Regions from separate parts of the Sus scrofa genome. Here region 1 is linked to region 2. The links are chromatin contacts, called in public Hi-C maps. All regions are on one chromosome and are shown on one strand. Each heading gives the region's core, a stretch centred on a gene start, on an enhancer-like site or on the middle of the called end of the contact. The rest is flanking DNA. Distances are from core to core; before and after follow the strand shown.

What was found. A called contact is a pair of places that touch in the nucleus more often than the background predicts.
Region 1: a contact with region 2 is called in a Hi-C map of alveolar macrophages, with 3 times the contacts expected there. The contact joins two enhancer-like sites. A contact is called at or near these places in 26 of 47 Hi-C or Micro-C datasets (adipocytes, adipose tissue, alveolar macrophages and 12 more) and 2 of 2 datasets of contacts at active chromatin or transcription factors (alveolar macrophages and skeletal muscle).

The regions. Positions count from the first base shown.
Region 1 is chr14:10,527,740-10,534,919 of Sscrofa11.1, reverse strand. It overlaps DPYSL2 (dihydropyrimidinase-related protein 2), which reads right to left. Exons shown (of 14, transcript XM_001927801.6): 9 at 4,825-4,981; 10 at 3,760-3,901; 11 at 1-110. Among named protein-coding and RNA genes, the nearest start is that of DPYSL2, 100 kb to the right of the region's middle. Within about 2 kb of position 3,114, at least 1 of the 83 cell types and tissues checked has an H3K27ac peak or open chromatin away from gene starts, as enhancers often do. A contact at or near this core is called in alveolar macrophages, where this site is marked.
Region 2 is chr14:10,458,999-10,466,017 of Sscrofa11.1, reverse strand. The region is part of intron 1 of DPYSL2 (dihydropyrimidinase-related protein 2); the gene reads right to left. Among named protein-coding and RNA genes, the nearest start is that of DPYSL2, 34 kb to the right of the region's middle. Within about 2 kb of position 3,222, at least 12 of the 83 cell types and tissues checked have an H3K27ac peak or open chromatin away from gene starts, as enhancers often do. A contact at or near this core is called in alveolar macrophages, where this site is marked.

The DNA of each region.
Region 1 (7,180 bases), core at 1,865-4,364, 69 kb before region 2:
GCATCGGATCCTACAGCGATGCGGCCTTTCCGGGGGTACAGGTTGAAGACTTTGGCTGCGTTGGTGCTGGTCACAGCCACAAACTGGTTCTCATCCATCTTCCCAGTGACCTGAGGAGGACAATCACACACACACACACCCCAAAAGCAGGTTAAAAAGTTGAAATGTTTTAGCAATAAAAAGGAACACATATCTGATACACATGGCAACGTGGATATTAGGGGGCACTGTGCTAAATGAAAAAGGCAACCTCCAAAGGTCACCAACTGTATGATTTCATTTCTATCACATCTTCAAAATAATCAAGTGACAGAGCTGGACGACAGACAGATCGGGGTGAGATGGAGATCCCTCCAGGGGTTAGGGGCAGGTGTGACGATAAAAGGGCAGCAGGAAGGGGATCTCTGAGGTGACAGAGGACATCTGTGTCCTAATTGCACTGATGATGGCATGAATCTACCTATGACAAAATGATACAGAACTATACACACATCACTGCACTGCTGGTCTTGGGTGTGGATATCACGATGATTATGTAAATGAAATGACAGGGGAAACCGGATGAAGGACAGACAGGACTCCTCTGCTCTGTCTTTGCACATTCCGCCCAATCTATAATTACTTCAAAGTAAAAAGGTTTTAAGGAGCTCCCACCGTGGCGCAGCAGAAACGAATCCTCCTAGGAACCATGAGGTTGCGGATTCGATCCCTGGCCTCGTTCAGTGGGTTAAGGATCAAGCGTTGCTGTGAGCTTCGGTGTAGATCACAGATGCGGCTTGGATCTGGCGTTGCTGTGGCTGTGGTGTAGGCCTGTGGCAACAGCTCCGATCAGACCCCTAGCCTGGGAACCTCCATATGCCTCAGGTACGGCCCTAGAAAAGACAAAACAAACAAACAAACAAACAAACAAAAGAAAACAGAAAGAAAAGCTTTTAAAAAATTGAAGGGGCTGCAATGCCTTTTCAGGAAACATCCCTTGGCTGGAACAGCTGTCCCTTTCAAAGACACAGATGCAGACCTTAGATCTATCCAATGAAAGCATGTCTGTCAGCCTCTGGCCCCTGTAGCTTATCCTGGATACCAATCACTTTCCCCATGTCCTGCCCCACACTGTCTCATCTCCACCACTTATGCTCCACGTCCCTTTAAAATGCAGGATCTGCCGCATTACCATGAGCTGTGGCGTAGGTCACAGATTCAGCTCGGATCTGGCATTGCTGTGGCTATGGTGTATGGTGGCTATGGCTCCAATTTGAACCCTAGCCTGGGAACCTCCATATGCCACAGGTGTGGCCCTAAAAAGATAAATAAATAAATAAATGCAGGATCTGAGGAGATAAATGCATCTCTCCGAGTTAGGAAACCTGCTCTAAATCCAATAGAAAAGTGGGCAAAGGAAATAAGCAGGTAGCAGAAAGGAGAAAAAAATACAAATGACCAAAAGCAATAAAAGAAATACTTGCTCTCATGAAAAATTGAGAAGAAATGTAAAACAGTGAGACACAAAATTCACAATCCAATCGGTGATACTTTCAGAGGGGGGTTGTTATGTTTTGTTTTGTTGTTTTTGGCCAGGCCCACAGCCTGTGGAAGTTTCTCGGCCAAGGATCAAACACAGGGCACAGCAGTGATCTGGGCTGCTGCGGTGACAACACTGGCTACTTAACCCACTGTGGAACTCCCTGGGTTTTCTTGATAATAACACCAATTCAGACCTGGTGGAAGTAACTGGAAATACCTTTATACTGTAGGCAGCATACAAATTGGTGCACTCTTTCTAGAGGGAACTCTGACAATATATATCAAAAGCCTTAAAAATATGCACACCTTTGACCCAGTAATACCACTTCTAGAAATTTCTCCTTCTAGCGTCATTAAAGATGTGTCTAAGGAGGTATCTATAAGGATGTTCATCCCAGTAAGAAAATCAAAAACAAAATAAAGGGTCAACCAAAGAATTACAGATGAATTACACCTCAGCATTAAGATGGAATGGTCTGCTATTAAAAACCAAGTTTTTCAAGTATGATTAAGGATACGTAGACTTCTTCATGAAATACATTTTTTAAAAGATCAGCCGGCTATGGAGTTCCCGTCATGGCGCAGTGGAAATGAGCCCAACTAGGAACCATGAGGTTGCAGGTTCGAAGCCTGGCCCTGCTCAGTGGGTTAAGGATCTGGCGTTGCCATGAGCTGTGGTGTAGGTCGCAGACACAGTTTGGGTCCCGCGTTGCTGTGGTTGTGGCATAAGCCAATGGCTACAGCTCTGATTCAGCCCCTAGCTTGGAAACGTCCATATGCTGCAAGAACAGCCCTAAAAAGCAAAAAAAAAAAAAAAAAAAAAAGACAGGCTACAAAAATAGTATATATGATGCCAGCATTATTTACACACACGCACACACGTATCATGTACATACACATGCATCCTCTCACTGGCAAAAAATGAAAGATCCGCCAAAATGTTCATGGTAGTTGTATCTGAAACAGTGTTAATTGCTTTTTATTTACTTTCTTATTCTTTTTTTTTGTCTTTTTAGAGTCACGCCCGCAGCATATGGAGGTTCCCAGGCCAGGGGCTGAATTGGAGATGTAGCCTACACCACAGCCACAGCAAAGCCACAGCAAAGCCACAGCCACAGCAAAGCCACAGCAAAGCCACAGCAAAGCCAGATTCGAGCCTAGTCTGCAACCTACACCACAGCTTACAGCAACACTGGACTCTTAACCCACTGAGTGAGGCCAAGGATCGAACCTTCATCCTCATGGATACTAATGGATACTAGTCAGATTCCTTTCTGCTGAGCCATGATGGGAACTCCACAACTTCCTTATTCTTTTTGCAATAAGGATATATGGTTATGTATATAATTGAAAACACTCATTAAGAAACAGAAAACATATTGTTATTACATTTCAAACTATTAAAAAAAACAAGGTCAGTGTATGTTCAAAGCAGGCCTGCCAGAAGCCGGGAATGGAAATGAACACTAAGCCCCAAGAGTCCGAAAGACAGTTTTAAGGAAATTGAGTCCATTTCTAAAAGTAGAAGATTAAGTAAGCCACCAGGTTGCTAAGGAAGCTCTGATCAAAAGCGTCATTCCTTCCTTTTTTTTTTGGCTGTGACATGCAGCGGCTTGATGTGGGATCTCAGTTCCCAGACTAGGGAGTGAACCCAAGCCATAGCAGTGAAAGCACCAAATCCTAACCACTCGACCACCAGGGAACTCCCAAGAGTCATACTTTAAAGACCAGGTTTTTTTCAGTCTATACTGGTAGAAAGATGAAAACAATGAGAAATGCATATGCGATACTTAGGAGGAAATCACCTAGGAGGTGTGGTCTTAGATTTCCAAACCTAAGAAACATTGTAGGAGTTCCCGTCGTGGCGCAGTGGTTAATGAATCGGACTAGGAACCATGAGGTTGCGGGTTCGGTCCCTGCCCTTGCTCAGTGGGTTAACGATCCGGCGTTGCCATGAGCTGTAGTGTAGGTTGCAGATAGCGGCTCGCGTTGCTGTGGCTCTGGCATAGGCCGGCGGCTACAGCTCCGATTAGACCCCTAGCCTGGGAACCTCCATATGCTGCAGAAGCGGCCCAAAGAAATAGCAAAAAGACAAAAAAAAAAAAAAAAAAAGGAAGCATTGTAACCCAAGTACCAGTTTCTAGAATTTTCTCAATTACCATTTCAAGGCCCCCAGGAGACCCAAGACCTTCCGGTGAAAGCTGAGCCCCGCCCATTCGTGAGACCAGCACTCCTTACCACAGCCTTATCCCAGATGATGGACATCCTCTCCTCCGTGCCGTTGGTACCCTCAGGGATCAGGGTGAAGTTGTCCTTCCCTACGGCCTTCTGGGCAGTGTTGAAAGTACAGTGGGCGCTGCCAGTGACCTGCAGGTCTCCACTGCAAGGAAAACATACGACTGGCTTTCTCACTAATCCTTGACCTCACATCATCCTTTTTTTTTTAATGGCCACACCCAAGGCATATGGAAGTTTCCAGGCCAGGGATTGAATCCAAGCTGCAGCTGCTGGCCTATGCCACAGCTGTGGCAACACTGGAAACTTTAAACCACTGTGCCAGACCGGTGATTGAACCTGCGCCTCTGCAGCAACTTGAGCCACTGCAGTCAGATTCTTAACTCACGTGCCACGGCAAGAACTCCCTGAACGTATTTTTTCTTTTTTTCTTTCTTTCTTTTTTTTTTTTTTTTGGTCTTTTTAGGGTTGCACCTGCGGCATATGGAGGTTCCCAGACTAGGGTCAAATCGGAGCTGTAGCTGCCGGTCTACACCACAGCCACAGCAACACTGGATCCAAGCTGCATCTGCAACCTACACCACAGCTCACGGCAATGCCGGATCCTTAACCCACTGAGTGGGGCCAGGGATCGAACCTGCGTCCTCATGAATGCTAGTCAGACTCATTACTGCTGAGCCATGACGAGAACCCCTGAGTATATATTTTAATGTGCCAGGCCACCGAAAGTTTCTGAAATGGTCTATCTCCCCTCAGGAGATAGAAAATTCAGGAAGATATAGACTGATCCTGAAGATTTACTCTAAAGCTGAATCTCTAGATCTGCTCTGTGGCTGGCGTATCTTACAAGTGACACGGTACCACAGTGGTCCTTTAGCTCCCTCATTCATCCTCTTTGACTGACTTTCCAGATGGCCTTGGTCTTTATCCAGAATCCCCCTGGAAGCATCAAGTTTGGAGAACCAAGCCTCTGGGTTTGCTTTTGCCCACCCCACTGTTACCCACGAGGTCGGCCTGCTCTGAGGAAAGACCAAGAAGGGAAGATGGGAACCTGTCACGGACACTCACCAGGATAGCAGGGAGTTCAGAAAGTCCGGAGTAGTGGGGTCGGGGCTCAGGGGTGGGGAGGTGACGAAAGCAGCAGCCTTGGCCCAGTTCTTGCTCCAGTAGTGGGAGCCATCCGTTCCCAGGCTAGCGGTGATGGGCTCGCCATACACAACGGTTCCTGACAAACAGAAGGCACAGCTGAGTGCGACACAAGGAGGGAAGGAGGAAACCACCGTTGCTGGGGCCAATCCCTGCTGAGGGTTTTCACCGTCCCTTCAAAGAAGGTGCCAGCCTATTCTCACAGCCGAGGAACTTGGAGGAAGTCAAATACCCCAGCCGCCCAAACACCGATCCAACGAGTGCTCCCTAAGATTTCACCTGTGACCGCTGCGCTTCTTTATTTTGCTTTTCTGGGCCACACTTACAGCATAAGGAAGTTCCCCGGCTGGGGGATGAATTGGAGCTGCAGCTGCTGATCTCTGCCACAGCCACAGCAATGCTGGATCCTCAACCCGCTGAGCAAGGCCAGGGATGGAACCTGCATCCTCATGGATACTAGTCCGGTTCTTAATCCAATGAGCTACAATGGGAACTCCCAGCCCCTTCGCTTCTAACTCCGCCCACTCTCCCCAAATGATCCCAAACATTCCACCTCCTCTTCTGTTGGTTCCCAAATCTAGGAACAATCTCCAGCTCAGACTGCATTCAAGCAGCCAATCCCAAGTATTGTCTGAACTCTTTATTCTGGGGTGCTCCAGGGCACCTCACACTTAACCCCCTGCTCTCCCAAAGTCCCCCTGACCTTCTCCTAGGGTCCAGCTCTGGGGTAGTGGGCTGAGAGAGGAGAAGAGGTGTGTCATCAGTGGGCAGAAGCACTTAAGAGCCAGCACAGAGCCCTCGAGATCCACCCAAGAGACAGCCTGGATCCGAGTCACCCCCTTGAGGGCCGAGAAGTAAAGGACTTTGCACAGTTACTGAGATTTCAGCATCTGGAGAAGCCTAGCCTAACTCAATACACTGTCAAGAAAGAATGTCAATTTCTTGAGGCCAAAATCATGTCCTCTCATATCCATCTACTCAGGCAGAAGCCAGAAAGTTGAGAACCATTTATACCCATCAGATGTCAATGCTTTCATGCCTTAAATACATCCTTTCTTTCCACTCTGTGCACCTTCCTCTAAGCCTTCATCACTTCTCCCCAGCTCACTCCACAGAGGCCCCCCCCAACCAGGGTTCAGATTTATTTTTGCTTTCCCAACCTCCTTCCCCACCTCTTCATCCGTTCTCCATGATACTTGCAGGGGGTGCTTCCTAAATATAACCTTTCCGTGCCCTTCTTTTCCTCTCAAGGGGCCCTTCTGCCTTCAAAGAGAGAAACAACCTTCTCACGGAAGCATCTTAGGCTTTGCATTCCCCAGCCTCATATCAAAGCTGGTCTCCTCTTTAATGTCATCCCAAACTCCATCCTGTCCTCCACTCCAACAATCTAATAGTCACTGAGTTTTAAATTTTTTTCTTTTCAAAAAAAAAACCATGGCATATGGACGTTCCCAGGCTTGGGGTCTAATCAAAAATATAGCTGCCGGCCTACACCACAGGCACAGCCACACGGGATCCCAGCCAAGTCTGCGATCCCCACCACAGCTCATGGCAACACTGGATCTTTGACCCACTCACTGATCCAACCCAGGGATGGAACCCGCACCCTCATGGATACTAGTTGGGTTCATTACCACCGTGCCCCAATGGGAACTCCCTGAGTTTTAAATTTTTTGACTCTCCACTGGATGAAGGGGAAGAGTCCAGAGACTAAGGAAAACGACTCAGCCTGCACACAGGAGGCACTCAATAAACATGTGCTGAACTGATTGAAGGGTGTGTATTTGATTAAGCAAAGACATCAGAGCCAGAATCTGATCTCAGACCAGCCTTACTGCCACTGAGGATTCACCTCCTCAACCGTCCCCCGCACGGGGCACCCTCAGTCCCCACAGTGGTCCTGTCAAGAGGGTCTTTTTCTCCAAACCCTCGAGGCCCAACACTTCTCAGTCTGGAATGTGTCTCTTTGCCACCCCATGGCCCTTCCCAAAGGCTTGTCTCTGGATAACCCAGCACAACACCCACCAGGGAGGCAGCTGCCCTGAGGGCTGGCTCCGTGAGCTCCCCCTCCAGCTTCAGGAATCTCACAAAGGACTCTCTGTCCTGCCAGCGACGGTCAAGGGCCATGGCAGGGAGCGACTTGAGGAAACCAGGGACGATCCCCAAGAGGAAGGGAGGGCTGCAGAGAAAGCTTCACCCTGAAGGAAGCCCCCAGGAAGAGGAGGGCCAATGCTCAGCATCACCAGGGTCTCTGATCTATGCCTCCCAGGCAGGACCA
Region 2 (7,019 bases), core at 1,973-4,472:
TCAGCAAGTATTGGTGTCAGCCTGTAGGGGTTAAAGTCACGAGTCTGAGAAAGCACAGAACGTGCCCTCCCAATCCCCAAAAGCCCACTACAGATTGTAACTAGGAGTGGGGAGGGGGCGGCAGGGGAATGAATGTCCTGTTAAATCATAACGAAAACACTGTGTGGCAAACAAGTAAAGAATGAGAGTCACATTAATTTAAAACAAAATAACTTCTAAGTATATTATTTGCTTATTTTCTTTCTGTTCTCCTGCTCCTGAATTGCTTGATCTTAATGGCTTTAACTGCACTTTGTTATTCATCAGTTGGCCAGTTGAATGTTTTGCTTTGTAATAAAAGTTCTCAAGAGCTTATTTGTCCATCTTACTTGTATCAGTCTTATTTCTGGCCTCACTGACAGGAGGTTCCCTAGTCCATGATAATTGACATTACCACTCATAAACATCCAAAGGTGTAAGGTTTAAATTGCTTTGTCTGTTCTGAGTAGAGCCTCGGCATATTTGGCACATAGAAGATGCCAAATAGTTTTAACTGATCTAGGAAAAGAACTGTCAGCAATCTGCATTTCTTACCACACTTATCGCTCAATACAATGCAGAGTAGAGGATGTAGGGAAAATTTTCCACCCACTGATTGACTTATATATTTACAGTATTTTTTGCCTTTGGACAAACACTCAATGACAATTGCCTTTAAAGTTATAAACCATGGCCCCTGAGCCAAATATGTGAACTGATTCTCAGGCATGACTTTTCTGAATTTTTTAAAAAAATCACAGCACTCTAAGCTGGCCTATTCCACATCACAACCCCGTCCCAGAGCCCCTGCCTTCCCATACTCCTCCCCTAACACCCTGAAGAGCAAGAAGTGGTAAATAAGAGTGGGTTAGTGAAAGAGTTCTATCCCAGGCCCCCTGGTGATCTGGAGGAAGTGAGAACCTGCCTTGTGATCCAGGAGTGAGTTCTATTCAGGTGCTATGACCACAGCCTCTCTGCTCCTCATTACCCATCCCCAGGCAGGGATACACATACCCACCAACAGGTGCCTTCTCAAATCCGGGCCTGCCCTGCGCTGCTCCCTCTACGTGTCCCTCAGCTCTTCCTCTCTCTTCCTCTAAGGGTGAGCTGAAGTGTCACCTCCTCGGTGGGTGCATCTGCCCCATCCGCCCTCTAAAGTGTCCAGTACGGCTTCCTGTGTTCACCTCTACTGTAACACACAACCTGTCGCATCGTAATGATTTATCCATTTCTTCTATTACAGTCTGGCTCCCAGAAGCTAAAAGCCTTGCAATTCTCTTTTTTTCCAGTGACCAGCATGCCACCTGATCCATGGCGGGAGCCTCAACATTTACTGCATAAACAAATACTGTCATTGCTATTGCAAGAAACGAAGGTTCTCCCACGTCCCTGCCGAGATGAACTGGGAAGTCAGCAACGTCCCCAACCTAGGCCTTTCTCTTAGCGCTGCCACCCAGCTTCTCTCCTCCAAGTCCCTGGAACTGCATGAGACCTTGTGCGCATGCAGCTTATTATTCCTGACATAGGGATAGCTGCCTGGATTTTAAGCTACACCTCCCCTAAGTAAAACTGCCACATAACACCAAGCCTGGGAAAACATGGGAAGAGAACATCCAATTCCAAAATGACTCCAGCATCAGACAGGGAATCTCTAATCATTTTCTCTCTGCACCAATTTCTTCAATTGTTTCTTTCTCTCCCTTCCCTTCGTGCGTGTATGCCTGTATTATACCATTCATCATCTCATTCCATCTTCACTCTCTGCCCTCACCTATAACCAGGTGATCATGGTTTTCCTTCCATGTCAACAGTGAGCTCACAGAGTCTAAGAACTCCCTTTTTCTTCCTTTTTTTTTTAGGGCTGCATATGCGTCATATGGAGGTTCCCAAGCCAAGGGTCCAATTGGAGCTGCAGCTGCCAGCCTACACCACAGCTACAGCAATGCCAGATCCGAGCCCCATCTGCAACCTACATCACAGCTTGTGACAACACCAGATCCTTAACCCACTGCATGAGCCCAGGGATCAAACCCGAATCCTCACGTACACTATGCCAGGTTCTTAACCCACTGAGCCACAATGGGAACTCCCTCTTTCAAAATCATACTCATCTCTTATGCTATGATGGGGCCAACAGAGTAGGGGCTCAAGAAGGATGAGGTGTATGGATAGATGAGTGACGACACCCAGTCGGGACTTTTGAGATGTTCCCGTCCTACAACCTGAGGGGAACTGGGGGTGGAGGGTGCAGTACTGTCACTCAGGCACTCTGGAGTGACTGGGTTGCTTTCAGTTCCTCAGCACCGTGGGCAGCACTGTCCATCCCACCACTGCACTTGGTTTCATCTTCCCCCTTTGCAGAGAGGGGAGTAATCATTTCTGCTTCTGTGCCTGCCACCCCAGGCCTCTGTGGAAGTGGGACCTTCAGGATGCCACCGAGCAGGGCACGTCCAAATAGAAACTGCTAGCGAAGGAGAGGAGAGTCCAAGTCCCCACTCTGCAGCAGAACTGATGCCAAGGGCTGTGGCTTCAAAGGCAGCCTGCAGAGGTTAAAATGAAATGCAGTGGCAAAGAGAAAGGACTGGAATTCTGCTCTGCCAAAAACCAAGGGCACCAACTAGGACACTGAACTGGAAATGATGCTGCTTCTTTGTGGCTGGAATCGGGCCATGACAGTCATTTGCTTTGTGCCTGTAACCCTGAAGGGGTGCAGTCTGCAGAGAGCCAGCCAAGGACCAACGGATCCAAGCCCGCCCACTGCCCTCCCCAGTGGCTGTGTCCTTTACGGGGGGCACAGAGTGGGGACCCACTGAGGGCCAGCAGTCACTGGCCCTCTGAGCCCTACATTGATTTTGCTGAAACTGGAAAGACTGCTGGTCAACTCCAGGCTGTGAAGCATCCTGAGGAAGTCCTTACTCTGAGAAGAAGTAAGTTTCATCAAATCTTGTTGGACATCAGGCTCAGAGGAAAGCGTGCACTTCATAAAATCTCATAGACGTGGCTTTCTCCTCTTATCTCCAGCTGGCACACAATTTCCCCCCCCCCCCCACTCACCCACAATGGTCCTTGCCTGACTCGTACAGCACTCTCTGTGGGACTACAGGTTTTCGTTAGGGTCTTTTTGTCAGCACCCAGACAGCCAGCATCTCGATCTGGCCGTCATGCCTCAGGCCTGCCCTCTGGTGGCGAATGAGGAGAGTGGTTCTGGTGCCCTTGGTCCATGTCTGGTGTGATGGATGACTCAGGACTAAAGGAAAAGGCCTTGGAGACACTTATTACAGCGATCCTGGGTCTTAATCACCTGGAGTGACTTTATCTCTGCATCACCATCATCTGAGGCCCCAGCGCAGACTTGTTGATTAGAATCTCCGGAGATAAGGCCCAGGAATGTTTTTAAGCTATTTTCTCTCTGGTCTCTAGACCACCCCCGCTCTCCTTTTACAGAAGAGGAAGTTGGGAGAATGTGAATGAAAATGCAGGTCTCAGAGTTCCCTGGTGGCCCAGCAGTTAAGAATCCTGTGCCATCACTGCTGTGACTCAGGTTCAGTCCCTTGCCCAGGAACGTCCACATGCTGAGGTTGCAGCCAAAAAAAAATTAAAAATAAATAAATAAAATGCACATCTCACTCCCTACCTGGGACTTTCCTCTCCCCAAAGTACATTGATGTCCTGCTCTTTATCCAGTGGGAACACCTAATGAGAGAGTGGTCACTGTTATCATCACTCTCTATTTGTCTTTCTATTTTATTTTTTTGGCCACGCCCTTGGCACATGGAAACTCTCAGGTCAGGGATCAAAACCCAGCCACAGCAGCCACCCGAGCCACTTCGGTGACAATGCCAGATCCTTAACTCACTGTGCCATCAGGGAATTCTTGCCTTCTAGTCAAGTCACTGTCGTATGTCAGCGAGGAGGGAAGTGACACTCATCGAGTACCTACCATAGTCTAGGTACAGCACAGGGTGCTTTAAATACCTCTTACTCAACCCTCCCCAAAATCTTACTAGCTAAGTCTCCATATCCTGATATTCTAGACAGGAGAGTAAAGCTACTCTTGTTCAAGGCCCAGGTTCACATAGGAGCAAGAGCAGGATTCCTTTTTTTTTTTTTTTCCCATCTTTTTGTCTTTTGAGGGCCACACCTGCAGCATATGGAGGTTCCCAGGCTTGGGGTCTAATCAGAGCTGTAGCCACCGGCCTCCGCCAGAGCCACAGCAACGCGGGATCCGAGCCGTGTCTGCGACCTACACCACAATCCCTAACCCACTGAGCGAGGCCAGGGATCGAACCCACAACCTCGTGGTTCCTAGTCAGATTCATTTCCACTGCGCCACAATGGGAACTCGAAGAGCAGGATTCTAACCCAGGTCAGTGTGGTGACGCCAAGCCCAAAGCGTTCATTCTTTAAATGATGAAAAAACTTGTTTAGCAGAAAACAGGACCCACCCTGACAGAGGGGGCACAGGTGGTCTGAGGACCCATTCTTCACCCTGTTCACAGTCCCTGGTGCCCAGAACTTCCATCCATCCCCTGGGACCTGTGTGTCTCACTTAACATGCCCCTTGTTCCCCAGTTAATTCTCCATCTCTTTCTTTCCTCATCACACAACAGGATTCAGTTTCTCTCAGTGGTCCAGTTTTCTTCTCATCGGAAACGTGATAGAGTAACACCAAAGTTAAAATGAGCAGTGAATCAATGTGCTGCCCCTTAGCTGACAGGTGAAGACCTTGATGGACTGTTTCCACAAATAAAACGCAAACTGTCACTTCCGCCTTCCCCTCCCCAGGCTTCCTGGGCTCCCCTGCCGCTGCCCCCACTCTGCTGCAGAGGGGCCCCATGGTTTCCTTCTGTTTCCTTACAGAATTTCCTCTCCTCCCATTCTTGGCAGGGCCAGATCCTTCTCACTCTTCAATACCCTCTTCGGGGACCCCTGCCTTGCCCACCTGCCCTGAAGTCAGCCCACCTGTTCATCACTATCCCCTGTTTCAGCACCAAATCCTCAGCAACAATGATCACAAGTTGGAAGTACTTCTGTGCATTGTTTACTTAGGGGCTTCAGTTTCTCCCCCTCAGCTGCAAACTCCCTGCGTGACCTTATTCTCCACCCTACTCAGCACGGACCTCACAAGTCTCAGTAAACACGAGCTGAATGAGCAAACCTAATGGCACCAGCTTCCTAAGGACCCCATGCAGGCATCCTCCCGTGACCCGGCCCTGCTGAGCCAGTTCCCAGCCTAGGTGACCACCTCTGCCTCCCTGATGTAAATCCTGGGGTGTTTTTGTCTTTTTGCCATTTCTTGGGCCGCTCCCGTAGCATATGGAGGTTCCCAGGCTAGGGGTCGAATCGGAGCTGTAGCCACTGGCCTACGCCAGAGCCACAGCAACGCAGGATCCGAGCCGCGTCTGCAACCTATACCACAGCTCACGGCCAACACCAGATCCTTAACCCACTGAGGGAGGCCAGGGATAGAACCTGCAACCTCATGGTTTCTAGTCGGATTTGTTTCCACTGCCCCACGATGGGAACTCCAACCCTGGGTTTTTAAAATGCCAGAGGGCAAGACTTGGCCTCCTTGGTTTGGGTTCCAGTTATCCATGGCAGAGAAGATTCCCCACCCCGGGATCTGTCCTTCAGTGGCATCCTAGTGCTCAGCTGTGCCTGCAGGGCCAGCTGTAGGAACTACAGTTGGGTTCCTGTTTCCAAGCTCACCCTTCAGGCTCGGGCTCCCCCACACCCAGAAATACAACCAATCCTCATCACCTGATCCCTCTTTTATTCAGAAGCTGTGTCAGTGCCCCCAAGGGCTGAGAAAAGGGGGGAACTCTGGGCCCAGGGAGTGTCAATAATATTTTAGGAGTTTAAGACCCTTAAAAGAAACCAGCCATGTTCAAATACCGAGAACTACTTACTGATTCAGAAACACTCCATGCCTCTTGCCTATTTGTTCAAACAGGGTCCCTAGAGACCTCTTTGGGGCGATTTATTAGCTTAGTCTGTGAATTCTTGGAAGCAGTCCATGTCGGATATTGTAAAGATTTCAAGAAACACTGAATTTCCCTTTAATCAGATTGGGGGGCCTCTCCCCCTTCCCTCCTCTCCCCCGTGCCTGCCCAAGGCTTGTTTTCGAGTCAGCCAGAGGTTATTAAACACGGTATGCCGCCCAAGGAGGCCAAGGGGAAACGACGAGCTGAGCTCACGGTCCCCAACTCCACACGCACAGCCCCTCCACGCACTGCAAGTTGATGTGAGGCCATCGTTGAGACACGCGTGCTTCGCCAGCTCCAGAAAAGTGTGCCACCCGGCCCTAGGCCTAGGCTGGGGGCTCTGTGGCCCCAGTGTCACCCATCCAAAGACAGCACATTCAGCCTCCCTCCAGAAACAGAAGGGGACCCCAGTGGACACAAGCCAGTTAAGGGAGTGAGTGAAGGATGAAGAGCCGACGGGAGCTGTGCTGGGGGCAGACTATTCGTCAAGTGTGCGGGCTTGAGACCAGATTCTATGTCCCACAGGCCATGTGGACTTAGTGTGGGCACTGTGGAGAAGCCAAGGGAGGAATCGGAGCACCTGCCCTTGTCCACCCTGCCTCAGGAGTCTCCGTCTGTTCCTCAGGAATTGAGAAATGGAGTGAAATTAGTAAAGGGCCACTTTGGAGGGACTGGGCAGGGAGAGGGAGGAGGTGATCCTGGAGCCCCGAGAGGCTAAGGGAGGAGGCACCCTTCCTCTCTCCTCTCCATCACACACCACCGCCTTCCTTTGAGGTGTCATCATCTTTCACACGCCTAACTAACTGGGACCCTGCTTCTGGGTCTTATTCTGTCCTGAAGTCAGAGTACTTTGTCCAAACTCCCAATCTGACCGTGTTCCTCTTCTGCTTATAATGCTTTGCATGGCTCCATAATACCCGTGCGATAAAGTCCAAAATCTTTAGCACGGCATCCAGGCTCTGGGAGTAATCCAGCTCACTTCTCAGGCATTTTTATGCCCTCTGCAGCCCTATCTTA